Linked DNA regions of Mus musculus: regions 2, 3 and 4 are each linked to region 1. The links are chromatin contacts, called in public HiCAR-type and HiChIP or PLAC-seq maps. All regions are on one chromosome and are shown on one strand. The core of a region is the stretch at or near the end of the contact, and the rest is flanking DNA. Distances in the headings are between cores, read along the strand shown.

Region 1 (3,233 bases), core at 215-2,714:
GAGTGTGGGAGGCCCGGGGTGTGTGTGGTGGGGGGCAGGTGGGAGGAACCCAAACGAGCAAAGGAGGCGAAACAAAACACTGGCGAGATGGGCCTGAAAATGGAGACGCCGAGGCGTGGGAGAGATGGCGAGAGGGATACAGGTCGGTGGGAAGAAAGGACAACAAATCTGTAAAAGAAGGGCGATGCATGGTCCAGGGGGCGCGGGTAGGAGCTAGCACAGGAGAGGGCGTGATGCTGGACTGCCGCGCAGGGCGGGGCAGGTGCAGGGCAGGTGCGTGGTGGGCCGGGCCGGGCCTCTCTCACCGCCACTTGGTCCTCCGATTTTGGAACCAGGTCTTGACCTGCGCGTCCGTCATTTTGAGGGACTTTGCGAGCGCCGCCCTCTCGGCCGAGGCCAGGTACTTTTGGCGATGGAAGCGCTTTTCCAGCTCACAGATCTGCACCCGGGAAAAGGACGTGCGCGGCTTCTTACGCTTGGGTGGCGTCCGGTTCTGGTAGGGGTGGCCAATGCGCCGGGTCACGGTGAAGGGCGTGAGCGCGGCCGCCGCTGCAGAGACACATGAGGCCCCTTGAAGCCCAGCCCTACCACCGTTCGGGCCACACGTGGAGCCCCGTGGGACACAGTGCTCCGCTATTTCGCTCGTCCCGCGAGTCCCCTCCGCAGCTTCAAGCCAGGCAGGGACGCCCCCCCCCCTTTCCCTGGGACGTTGGTTTCTTTCCCCCCTCCCCCGACCCATAACTCTCCGATTTACCTTCAACCTCCCCCCACCCATAGCCGCCCCGAGCTCTGGGTGCCGAGGCCTCCGCCACGCCTGGGCCTCTGGAATCGATCCTGGGAGTGGGGTGCACAGGGCGCGGCGCCCCTGGCCCCGGGAGAGCCGAGGCCTGGCTCCTGGTGGTTCGCTCTGCTCACCTGTGAAGCGGTCCTTTACAAAGCGGCGACTGCTCTCCATCCAGGGGAAATTGAGGCCGCCTAGGCTGGAGACCGTGGGCACCGAGGGCATAGCGGGCAGCGCGCTAGGCAGAGGCGGCGGCACGGCCCCAGGGAGCGGCCTGTGCGCTGGCACCCGGATCACGCCGGCGGGGGCCAAGCTTAGGTTGACACTGTAAGATCCCGCGTCCTCGAAGGGCGCGCCGAGGCCCGCAAAGGAGGCGGGCAGAGACGGGTACGCGGCGCCCGGACGGCCCCCGGGGGGCCCTCCCAGGTAGCTGGCGCCGTCGGGGCCCCGCGGGGCGGGCGCGCTGTCCTGGTCCGGGCTGTTGAGGATTTGGTCGATGCCGAAGCTGATGGGCTCGTGCGGGTGTGGGGTCTGCGCGCTGGCGGGCGCCTCCATCCTGGGCGGGCGGAAGGGCTGGGCTGGGCTGGGCGGGGAGGCTGCTGGGTCCCCGTTACGGCGCGGCCATGGAGCGCCCGGCGCCTCCAGTCGCACTGAAACTTTGCCAAGAGTGCGCGGGCCCGACAGGCTCTGTGTCATCTTTCTTGAACCGAACCTGGAGTTTCCGCTGCTAATTCCTCTCCCGCCGCAGCCATTGGCTGCGATCAACAAGCCTCTCTTCTCTCATTGGCTCCCGGCTTTCAATAAAGGCCTAATTCATGGAAATAGGAGCTTAGGGACTGTTCCAAGGTGACATCATTTTAACAAACGAACAATAGGTCAAATTTATTAGCCGGGATAATGGGCGGCGGATATTAGCGCCCGAACCGCAGCTTCTCAAACCCGAAATCTAACGAAGCTGCAATTAGCAGACGCTCCCCGCTCCGGGCTCGGCCGTTTCCCGCCGCCGCACCCGCCCGTAGGCGCTGCTGGGGAAATGGCCTTTTGCCGCGGGGGTTTTCGTTGTCTTCTAAATATTTTCATCTGCGTAAACCCCAAACAAAATGAATCTTCAGCCACAGCAGAGATGCAACCCAAGAACGGTCCTACGAAATCTGCGGAAGCCTATCGGGCCGTTCGCCCTCCTTCGGAGCAACGAAAGCGTAGCATTGTGGGGTGCAAGCTCGGCGCTGTCCACCCGTGGAACAAGGGGAGCACCGGAGCGTTCTCCACGCCACCTAGGACACCGACCCGCGTGGGGAGAATTTGTCCTCGCCCGGGCTTCCAACGAGGCGTCGCGGGCACTTTGGAGATGCTTCCTGGTCCCAGCCAGGAGGACTGAGCGGTGACTAGCAGGTGCCCACGCGTACGGGCCCGGTTGGACTAGGGACCCGAGGTCAACTGGTGGGGAACTGGGATTCAGCCCCTTGAAATTCGTTGCGGGATAGTTAGGGCCATGGTCGCTGGTTTGGGACCCCTCCGAGGTGCAGCAGGTTTGGGGACCTCAGTCGTTAGTGGCACATAAGGGGGCGGTTCCCATCTAGAGCAGATGGAGAAATTTCCTTTGGAAATTTGAGCAGCGAGCTCCTACCGGCTGCAGTTCAGTCCAGACGCTGACCACCCTAGGATCTGCTGTCGCCTTCGGGACTGTCCACACTAGCCCGGTAACACCGTGGCCAGCACCACATGGGGAGTGGTCACCTTTCTCTCGGTCTGGGTGAGACCCAGAGTCATTTCTTAGCGGCCGATTGTAAAGTCGTTGGCTGTAAACTCTGAGCGCTACACTCGCGGCAAGGCCTCTTCCTCTGGTTTCCTGACTATGAAAGCCCCAAGCCATGTCTGTGATGTTGGTCAGAAGTTGTGTGTAGGTTTGGGCGGGCCACTTTATAGCTCAGTAAGTTTGAAATTCATTTGAGACTTTAGGTTTTTATTTGTAAAATGGGGCAAAGCGTGCACTGTGTATTCGAGCACTGTGAGAGAGATATTGAGAGTGCTAAGAGCATAGAGCCCTACACTTAGTAGGTACAGCACATCGCTCGGCTCCCTTCCCACCCCCACACCCAGCATATGTTTATGGTAGGTGGTAAGTGTTCATTTTGTTGGTAGTTTTTTATTTGCAGAGGTATCTTGGACAGGTGGATTTCTTCCCCAGTGGGGTCAGAGCACAGGCAGGAGGCAGCAGGGGCTTGATTCCCTAGTCAGTCTCCTTGCTCTCAACAATCAGGATGACTCAGGCTCTAGTGGGCAGTTAGGTCACCTGCCAGTTGTGTGACATTGGGCAGCTTGCTGGCTCTGGCAGAACCACTGTGCTGGGTTGGGACAGGGAGGCCTGGAAATGTTGAGGTTGACAAGTGCAGGATGCCCTGGCCCTGGCCAAGGACCCTTAGATAGGAGAGATACCATTGTGCTGGCTCTG
Region 2 (3,233 bases), core at 348-2,847, 760 kb after region 1:
GTCCTTGTCTGTGGGGCTGGTGGGCAAGAATCAGTGTTGCACCTACAGAGGACTAAGTTCAAATCTCCAGTACCTGTGTAATAAACTGTTCATAGTTAGGTGCCCCAGCACTCAGCTCCAGGCTCAGTGAAAGAACCCTTCCCCCGTTTTTTTCATGACAAGGTTCCTCTGTAGCCCTGGCTGTTCTGGAACTCTCTATAAGGGGCAGCCTCGATCTCACTGAGATCCACCTGCCTCTGCTTCCTGAGTGCTGGGATTAAAGGCGGGTCCCACTGCTGCTCAGCCGAAAGGTCCTTCCTGAGGTGGGCCAGATGGAGAAAAACACCCAATGTCTCCCTTTGGTTTCCATGAATGCATGCATGTGTGAAAATATCAAGTACACACACATATACACAATATCATACACACATAATACACACACCATACCTATCCAAACACACACATATCACACACACATGCACAAATCATTTAAGCACCACACACACATGCAGGCACATGCACACTAATAAATCTCCAGTTGCTATGAGGCAACTAAACAGGTAGTTGTCTCTCTAGTTAGAGTCAGTGACTAAAGGGGGATGGGGTGCTGTTCACCCCCCAGAGTGTCAAGGAGCCTTGAGTGACAACTTTCTTTCTGGGCCTTAGAGGGCCCTGATTATCAGGTGTTAGGCTTAGGTGAGAGGTGCTAACACCTAGTGATCAGGAATATCTAAGATGCACCCACTGCCCTGGGCCTGGGGACACCAGAGGCTACTTCTAGAACTTTAGGTGGCTGGAGACATAACAGAGGTATGGTTTGAGGTGTTAGAACAGTCCCTTGGTGGCAGAGATGGCTGGGATTTGACACTGGGAGGGGCCAACTTCCAATCTGTCTCTGTTCATCAAGTAGAGAAACTCTGGACCAGGCATCAAGTTCTGTGCAGATGACTAGCAGGGCACCAAGGTGTAAGGAGGGCGGGGCGGGGGCGGGGCCGGGGTTGGGGCAGGGGTGGGGCGGGGCTTGTTCTTGCTTTCCCAACTCTTACAGTGCTCTCTTTATCCACAAGGACCCGGAGTGCAAAAGCAGGTTTGCCCCCCACCCCTACCTCCAGTACCAATGTTCAGTTGTCGTATTGGCTGCAATAACTTTCTGCCTATGAAGCAGAGTCAGTCTGTGGGAGGTCCCCAGCATGGCACTGTCCCTGGACCTGGACGGCTGGCCGGAAGCAGCTGTGGGACCCACCGCTACCAGCCTCAGCCCCAGTGGTCTTTAAAAGGCGGAATTTCCTCCTTTCTCTGAACTCCATCTCTAACTTAACAATCCAGAATAAAGTTAAGTTTTCAAAATGCTATTAATTATAGAAGGGAGAAGACAGAGGTCCAGAGAGGTTCAGTGACTTGTTCAGAGTCACACAGGAAGTCAGGGACAAAGGTGGGAGGCTTTGGCTGCACTGGTGTGGATATAACATGGGCTAGTGACAAGCCCAACCCCTCTACCTCCCTCCCCTGCACTACACAAGGAAGATCATTTCCTATTCCTGGCTTCTCTGCCAGCCTGAAAGACGGAGTGTAGAAGAAACATTTTTGTACATATATCAGGATGGCCTTGTGGGGTGGGTAATGGCTTTTGCTGTTTGACATCTGTTTCCCAGGAGACTCTGGGAAATGCAGGGGCAGAGTCCCCAACAGCAGCTGAGGGCTGTGAGGCTAGGTACCTGCTTGTGGAGTTTTTATCCCGGGGCAAGCTGTGTGCTCAGACTTGACCATGTTTGGGCATGGAGGCTCGACCCAGATGGGACTGAGACTGCTTCCCTGGAGACCAGCTGGGAGACCAAACTTCCTGCTAGAGCTCCCAGGCCTGACTTGGGGTGGGGGTGGGGGTGGGGCGAGTGGAGAGAAACCATCTGCCAGCCAGCGGAGACCCAGAGAACTGTGAGTGCTACATCCCAGAGAGCTTGGGAAGGGCTTCTAGGAAGCCGGGGCTGAGGGGAGATGGTGGGAGACAGCAGCCTGTGATGGCATGGATAGGGTGGTGAAAATCCCTACCTCTCCTGATGCCCATCAGAGTTCTGGCACCGGAGGGCCTGCCTGGCCTGTTGACCCTGGTCTGGGCGTCTCTTTTGTGGCCAGCCAGTCAGGACCAGTGTTGTCACTTGTCATCAGGATAGGGATCGACAAACAGGCCTGGCAGAGTGCACCAAGCTCCTTCAATTCCTCAGTTAATGATGGCGCCTGTTTATGGAGGGCATCACTTATTTATGAGGTGACGCTCAGCAGTGTTGGTGGGTCTACATCAGGACCCTGAGGAGGGCACTATTGTTCTTGTTTTAACAGTCATATGGTTGCTAAGTAGAAAAGCCAGGACTCGGTCTTATATCTGATGGCCTCTCTTCTCTAAACTCCCCCAAAACCCTTACATACTCTATCCCCAGTCCTTCTAAGGAAGAGATCAACAACCCAACAGTTATGCCACATAGGACTCTTCTTTAACCCTTTCCAACTTTCCTAGATCAAGCCCAGACCTCAGGTGACTTTTCTACAGAATTCCATCCAAGGAGTCCTGAGATACTTAATGTTTCACATCCGGCATAGTCTCCCTGAAATCTCTTCTGTTATCATGGAAACCCATTTCTTCCTGTCTCAGGCCACAGTGCATATCAGAGCTTCATATCCTTCTTGCTGGAGGTTCTCATTAGGCCCATCCCAGATTCCCACCTAAGCTTTACATTTAAACTGAACTCACTTCATGTAGCTGGTGAGCCATCGGGACATTACAGGCACAACCAGTCACAGGAGCGAGACCTCTCAGGAACAGGTGACATCCTTCCTTCCTTTCCCTTCTGAGCTTCCATGCTGTAGCCTTGAGCAGACTCCTGCTGTCATTTATCTTGGGAATGCTCAGGAGTCTAGGAGGGCTCACTGGAAAAAGCCAGCACCACAAGGAAATCCCCTCAAGTGTACTGGGCTTCTCCTGGAGATAATTGGTGATAATGGATCCTGAGTATTTAAAAGCTAACTGTAGGCTGTTACCAGAGGCCAGAGCAGACCTCTGTAAGAAAGCTCCATGTAAGTTGCAAAGCTCCACGTATTATCATACTTAAATAAGAGCAATGTTGTTATTTGGTTGCATCCCCTCATGCCTGCCTGCCTTCCTTCCTTCCTTCCTTCCTTCCTTCCTTCCTTCCTTCCTTCCTTCCTTCCTTCCTTCCTTCCTTCCTTCCTTCCTTCTTATGAACCTATCACTTGGGCTAATC
Region 3 (3,233 bases), core at 216-2,715, 750 kb before region 1:
GAGCCATTTCTGTGTTTTCATATAAACCCAGAGCTTTGTTTGTTTAACCCAAATTTTTGCCTGCCTAGCAAATGAATACCAGGCCGCAAATTTTAATTTGGACTTTTTCTGAAAGCTAGACTCCCAGATGTGAAATAACCCCACTCAAATGGTAGGAACATTTTTAAAGCTGTTGATTGGCACTGCCAAACCTTTGCAAAAAGATTGAACCAATTTACACTCCCACCAGCAGTGCATGAGAATACATTTAAATGCAAATCCTAAGAAGCAGACTGTCTCTTTCTTAGGTATTTCACTTAAAAAAAATTTTTTTTTTAATGCTAAGCAAAAGCTGACCCAGGGTTTTATAAAAGGAAAGTCTGGCATAAAAGTGGAACAGCTTAGGCAAAAAAAAAAAAAAAAAAAAAGAAAAAAAAATGCTTTCAAAGACCCAAGCACCCAAGCAGGCCGATAAAAATGTTAAGGCGCCACAGCAAGGAGCACAACTCCAAAGGGGCCATTAACAGTTTGGCTTAGGTTGGGATGGTAACCGCCAAGAATGTTGGGCGTGGTCAATGTACCAAATTCTAGTTTATAAAATGCAGAGTATTAATATTAATACTTCACTTTGTTCTAAAGACGACTTAAGATGTCTAATGCCAGGATCTAGAGTGGTAGTATTGTCGGTAAAGCGAAGCCTGTGGGAACGATACACACACCCGTGCCCCTTCGCTCCCCGCACGGGACAACAGGCCTGCACAATCAGAGAGCACCTCTACCAAGCGGGCGCAGTGATGGCAGGGGCTGCGGACCTGGGGTAAGGGAAACCCAGACTCGGTGGCCAGCTCGCTGCTTTCCACAAATTCAAGGGGTGCAGGGACTTGCGGTCAGGCTAACCCCTCTAAGCACGCCCAGCCCGTCTACGACCCAGAGTCTCCTACGACTCCTCGGTACCCTCTCCCACCGGCCACACCAGAAGGAGCCCCACCTCGTCCTCAAGTAAGGACGAGCTGGCCACTTCGTCCTTACTTGAGTCCTCCCCCTTCTTTCCGGCCCACCTCCGCTTGCCCCCTACTCTCCCGGCCTCGGGCGCTCGTCTCCACTCGGTTCTGCTCGGTATTCTCCGCCCCCTCGGTGCATGCAGCCAATCAGAGCGCGGCCCCGCCCCTCGAGGCCGTTCCAGCGGGCCGGCCGAGTGCAAGCCGAGCCCGGCTGAGGGTGGCGCCGCGGGCGGGGGCGATGGGGCCTGGCAGCCGGGTGGCGGCGGCGGCAGTGGTGGGGCTTGCCTAGACGCGGGGGCGCGGGGAAGTGAGGGGCGAGCGGGCGCTGCGGCCCGCCCGGGATGGGCCAAGCCCGGCCTGGCGGGGCCGAGCGGGAGCCGAGGAAGGCACGCGGGCCGGGCCTGCGGGCCAGGCGGCCGGGGGGCTGAGGTAGAAGTGGGCGCGGAGGAAGGGGCTGGGCGAGGCGGTGGGAGGAGCGGCGAGGGGGCGGAGGCTGAGCGGCGAGAGAGCGGCGCCTGGCCCGAGGCGGCGACGCGGGAGCAGGCTGAGGCGGCGGCCGGGACGAGCGCCCTGAGGTGGCGGCCGCGGCCCCATGGGCGGGTGCGTGGGCGCCCAGCACGACTCTTCGGGCAGCCTCAACGAGAACTCGGACGGCACGGGAGGTAGGTGGCGCCAGGGGGCAGCCGCGGCCCCCCATTGTTCGCGGCGGCGGCCACCTGTCCCGACCCCGCGCCCCTTTGTCGTTTCTGCTCTGCGTCGGCCCCGCCACGCGCTTCGGGCCCCACGCGGGACCGCGGGCCTAGGCCTGGATTGGGGGGTACTCTAGCTGGGAGGACAACTCGGCTGCCGGATTGCGGCTCGTGGGGCCGGGGAGGGGGACAGCCGGGAGTGCCCCCGACGGGCCCCGCCGCACCCCCAGCCCTTCCCGCGTCGGCAGAGTTGGCCGGGCTCAGCTTTCCTGAGTTTCGGATGACAGCTGCCCCGGTTGGTTCCAGTTTCTGGAGCTGGGTTGGGGAAGTCTCCAAGTGGCCATGGGCAGTGTTTTATGGAGGAGGGGGGAGACGATCGGCCCGAGGAAAACGTGGCTCTCTGCTGCTGCCAGGGGCGTTAGCCCAATGTGCCGTCGGGGCGCACTCGTCAAATTCCGATGTGTCTTACGTAAAAGGAAAACGTGCAGGATAGAAAGTACCCCAGTATAAGATTAGTGCTTTGAGTAAAAGTTTTTCCAACGCGACTCGCACTTCTGGGTTACCGTAACCGTGATGAGAGGTCTCTTAATTCCATTCGTAGTCGTTGTAGAGGGATAGGAGTGGTAAGATTGACTCTGCTTTTATTGACCTTAAAAGTGCGGAGCCCATCCAGTATATAGAGTGTGTAGAAGTTCGAACCTTGTAGAAAAGAGCCACCAACCAGGGATAACATGATTTGATTCGAACCTTGTATTGGGTGCCTTCAAATCGGGTGCATATTTTAAAGTTGTTTAGTTGCATGAGAATAGGCACATCTTTTCACACCTTGAGACGACTCTTAGGCACCCAACTTTTGTACAAGACATTTCCCTTTTTACGTGATGTTTTAGCCGTTCCACTTCACTAAAATCTCTGTCACTAAATGTTGGGCAAGTTATTTGAGAACTCAGTGAAAACTGTCGTGAAAAAGTAGTCCATGGAAATGCTCCTTTGTAGTGGATTTCACGTCACAGCCTATTTACTTGGTGAGGTCCTTTTGACAACAAAGCCCAAGTGTAGAAAGGGCGTGATACCACTGGGCTGAGGGCAGATCAGTGATCAGATGGTACCAGTTAAGCATGCTAGTACTTACTAGCATTCAGTATAACTTTGACATATGTTAAAATTATAATATTCCTTTAAGATTGAGCCTTTTGGCAGTGCAACTTAGGATCCAATCACAGTATTAGCATGAGCTTTTAGAAGCATGAAATCCTAGCTTTAGATAATTTCTACCAGTAGCCTACAGTTAGATAGCTCTAATATCTGTTTCTTTCAACATTTAAGTTTTCTGGACCATAATCTGCAGTTTTTCTAAAGAGAAGTTTTAAAAGAGGGAGTACCCCGTCTTTTTCTTCTGGGGAAAGGACACGGGATAGCCCTGATGTAGCTGGCAGAAGACGGGTCTGTAGGGGATAAAAGAATTCTTTCTGGAATTTAATTTTGGAAGCCTTTGTTCTCCATTACTGTCATGAGAGGTAAGAGCTAACTGGAGCCAGCAACTCTGAAGGCTGGAGCTAGATGA
Region 4 (3,233 bases), core at 426-2,925, 640 kb after region 1:
ACCTGAAGATGTCTTCCTATTTGTCAGTTTGTCTCTGAGGACTGACCCTCTCTTCCTGGGTATCTCTGTGTATGATCCCAACCAAGATGAGATGAAACAGGTCCCACTATCACCCTAACACAGCTCTGGTCACTAGCCAGGATAAGGTGTGTGTTGTGCCCCCACCTGTAGTCAGAATATATTAAACATCAGAACTTGGATATTTAAGTGTGAAACTATTTAGAACCCTTCTGCTATCTTCAATGGCTTTTGAGCATTAAGCAAACCAAGCCTGTCATTATCTTTTTTTTTTTTTTCTGATTTGTTTCCAGTCTTCTTGTTTCTATAAGCAACTTTCTGCCTGTTGAAAAGGGGGCCTGCATTGTGTGCTTTTGGCCCAACAAGGTCACTTGACTCCACGTGGCCATCTAATAACTGTCCCACTGAAGATGGGCATGCCACAGCTGGAGAAAGGCAGGCTCCTGACAGGGACATCTCAGGATATGTGAGCTTGTCGCCCCAGCCCCCCTTTTGACAGTTCTCCCCATTCCTCTGAAGTCCTCAGACCACCATAGCAGCACAGCCCTGCTATTTGTTTTTTCCTACAGACTGCTTGTGTCCCAGGACCCGCCTGGGGGCTCTACCACCTGGACGTAGCTGATTCCTTTTGGCTTGCAGAGGTTTTAAGGATGGACCGGTAAATCACCGTTTTCCTCATGATTAGATTCCCAAGTCAGCACCTGGCAAGGCATGGCCATTCCCAAGGAGGCACCCTTGCTGGATGTTCGAGGTTGCACCAACATCAGCCCTCATGGGAGTGGGAAGAGCCTCCCAACATTTCCGCCCACCCCAGAGAACGCAGTTTTCTCCACCTGTGAATCTGCCTGTCTTGCTCCAATACATTCCCTAGAAGAGAAGGGTACCCACACCCCTGCTGGGGCCAGCGTCCACTTCGGCTGCTACCCCTGGGTGTTCACACCAACCCTCCCACGAGGCTCTTAATTCCTTGGATTCATGAGGTTGTCCAAAACCCTCACGGACAGTGGGTTTGGAACTAAGAGAGACAGACGTTTCATCCCAACACAACACCCAGTGCCCCCAAACCTATCCAGGGGAGTAAATAGAGGACAGAGTGCTTACCTTTAGAGGGTCGCCTTTGTTTGGTCTGCAGGGAGGAGAAAGTGCCCATGACGGCCCCCATGGCAGCGAAGACTTGTGTGCGTCTTGGGACCCCAGGCCCTGTCTCTTCCCTCCCCTGAAAAGAAATCGGTGTGGATTGCCCACTTTGAATTGGAGGAGAGGAAAAGCGAGAAAGCAAAAAAGCCCCGAGCAGCTCGCCTGCAGCTTGGTATTCAGAAAACGTGGGGCCGGGGCGCCTGGAGCTCGTGGCTGCTGCCTTCTTCAGCCAGGCACATGCACTGACTCCCAGGGCCAGAGGCTCGCGGGAGCCTTCACAGGCGCCCCCCGGTGCGGGCACCCAGCCGGGCCACTGGCTTCTCCGAGGCCCGAGCCCCGAGCCCCAAAGCCTGCCTGATGTTGGACACGGGGCCGGCGTGCCCGCACGGCCGAGGCTGCCGAGCCCGCGCCGCGTGCGGTGCGGGAGCTGCGCTCCGCCCGCCCGCCCCTGCTGCCACCCGGCCGCTCCGCCCCGCGCTCGGGCTGGATCTCAGGGGGCCGAGTACCAATCATGAATGAACAGCGCCAGGGACTGGTGCGGAGTAGAGCGGGGCTCAGAACCAGGCGCGGGGGATGGTGGGGGAGGCGGCGGAGGCCGCCTGGGGACCGCAGAGGGGCGGGGTGGGGACCTGGCCCTGCTGTCTACAAGGCTCTACTCCTGGCTGTGCGGGACACCGGGGATGTCCTTCTGGGCAGACAGATGTGATCAGGCACCTGGCTGGTGGGTGCAGCTTGGGTAGGAGGCAGCAGGTGACCCCCAGGATGAATATAAATATGTGAGTGTGAGTGAGTGAGTGAGTGTGTGTGTGTGTGTGTGTGTGTGTGTGAGAGAGAGAGAGAGAGAGAGAGAGAGAGAGAGAGAGAGACAGAGACAGAGACAGAGACAGAGACAGAGAGACAGACAGAGAGACAGACAGAGAGACAGAGAGAGAGAAAGGGAGGGCATTAAGATTTCATTTGACTTTAGAGAAAATCATTTAACCACTGCCTACCTTTCTGGTGTGGAGTAAAGTCTGCCCCACCTAAAGAGAGTTGTCATCAAGAAGAAGGGCTCCTTTGAACTCTGTAGGAGGTGTTGGGGACCTGCAGAATCCCCTAGGACCAGAGCTCATTTCTAGTGACAGGAAGTGGGGGAAGTGGGACGAGAAGTAGCTGTGGGTCCCCTTAGGCTCTTGCTACCTGACCCCCTCTTTGTGTTCTCTCTCTCTCTCTCTCTCTCTCTCTCTCTCTCTCTCTCTCTCTCTCTCTCTCTCTCTGTGTGTGTGTGTGTGTGTGTGTGTGTGTGTGTTTGCTCTGTCACCTGCAAATCAGACACCTGTGGGGACAGTACTTGAGTTAGGAACCCAGGGGGTAACTCTTGAATTTAGAAAGCAATCTTCCTTCCATGACCTTCCCTTCAGGTGGCAAGAACCCTCAAGCCCCACTTCAGCTTTCCACTGAAAAGGCAATGATGGAGGACCTGTGGCAACTCCTGGTGGCAACTGATGACAGGTGTCTCCCTAGAAAGCTTTGAATTTCCTCTTCCCCAGCCTAGCTGCCTGTCTGCCCTGTCTGCCTGGACATTCACTGAGGATTCCCTCTGTGTTTGCACTGAGAATCCCCAACCCCCTCTCTTTCCAGACCCCTGTCCAGTCATTTCCTCTGCAGCACACAGACACATGCTGTGTTGGGAGCTCACAGCATCCCTTAACATATGGCGTCATAAACACGCACACATATATGCAACCATGAACATATGGGCACAGGTCCCTCATGCCCACACAGATATTGAGATGCTGCACACAGACTCCAAACCCATAATACACATGAGGTGGGTGGGGTGTGCACCTGTAAGACCCCAGCTAAGACCCTCACATGTGCTCTCAGAGCAGAGTCATCAGCTCCTTCACAATACATAAGCTTGCACATACAGGAGTGTGGTCTGACTCCAGGCACCGAGCCCATTAGCTGCCCCCACAGCTGGCCAGCGCCTTGGCTCAGGGACTCAGAATAGCGTGCTTCACCTCAGCAACACTTACCCCTTGCTCAGATCCCAACATGAGTCCTGTTTTGTGCAGCGGGGGTTGGGGGGAATAATG

Evidence for each region. HiCAR-type assays count read pairs that join an accessible place to other places. HiChIP or PLAC-seq counts read pairs in DNA pulled down with a chosen protein or histone mark.
Region 2: a contact with region 1 is called in an H3K4me3 HiChIP or PLAC-seq map of stem cell-derived neural progenitor cells, with 12 read pairs. The contact joins the promoter of Kcnmb1 here to the promoter of Tlx3 in region 1. A contact is called at or near these places in 4 of 39 promoter capture datasets (the 3T3-L1 cell line, embryonic stem cells and hippocampal neurons) and 1 of 115 datasets of contacts at active chromatin or transcription factors (stem cell-derived neural progenitor cells).
Region 3: a HiCAR-type map of astrocytes shows a contact between it and region 1, with 2.4 times the contacts expected there. The contact joins the promoter of Ubtd2 here to the promoter of Tlx3 in region 1.
Region 4: an H3K4me3 HiChIP or PLAC-seq map of embryonic stem cells shows a contact between it and region 1, with 6 times the contacts expected there. The contact joins the promoter of Kcnip1 here to the promoter of Tlx3 in region 1. A contact is called at or near these places in 3 of 115 datasets of contacts at active chromatin or transcription factors (craniofacial prominence, embryonic stem cells and neural tube).

The regions. Positions count from the first base shown.
Region 1 is chr11:33,202,124-33,205,356 of GRCm38.p6, forward strand. Tlx3 (T cell leukemia, homeobox 3) reads right to left here and starts at 1,465. Exons shown (of 3, transcript NM_019916.2): 1 at 916-1,465; 2 at 306-549. The coding sequence starts at 1,336.
Region 2 is chr11:33,961,416-33,964,648 of GRCm38.p6, forward strand. It overlaps Kcnmb1 (potassium large conductance calcium-activated channel, subfamily M, beta member 1), which reads left to right and starts at 1,598. Exons shown (of 4, transcript NM_031169.4): 1 at 1,598-1,911. It also overlaps a transcript of Kcnip1 not described here.
Region 3 is chr11:32,453,905-32,457,137 of GRCm38.p6, forward strand. Ubtd2 (ubiquitin domain containing 2) reads left to right here and starts at 1,466. Exons shown (of 3, transcript NM_173784.4): 1 at 1,466-1,642. The coding sequence starts at 1,573.
Region 4 is chr11:33,842,011-33,845,243 of GRCm38.p6, forward strand. Kcnip1 (Kv channel-interacting protein 1) reads right to left here and starts at 1,676. Exons shown (of 9, transcript NM_001190885.2): 1 at 1,120-1,676. The coding sequence starts at 1,180.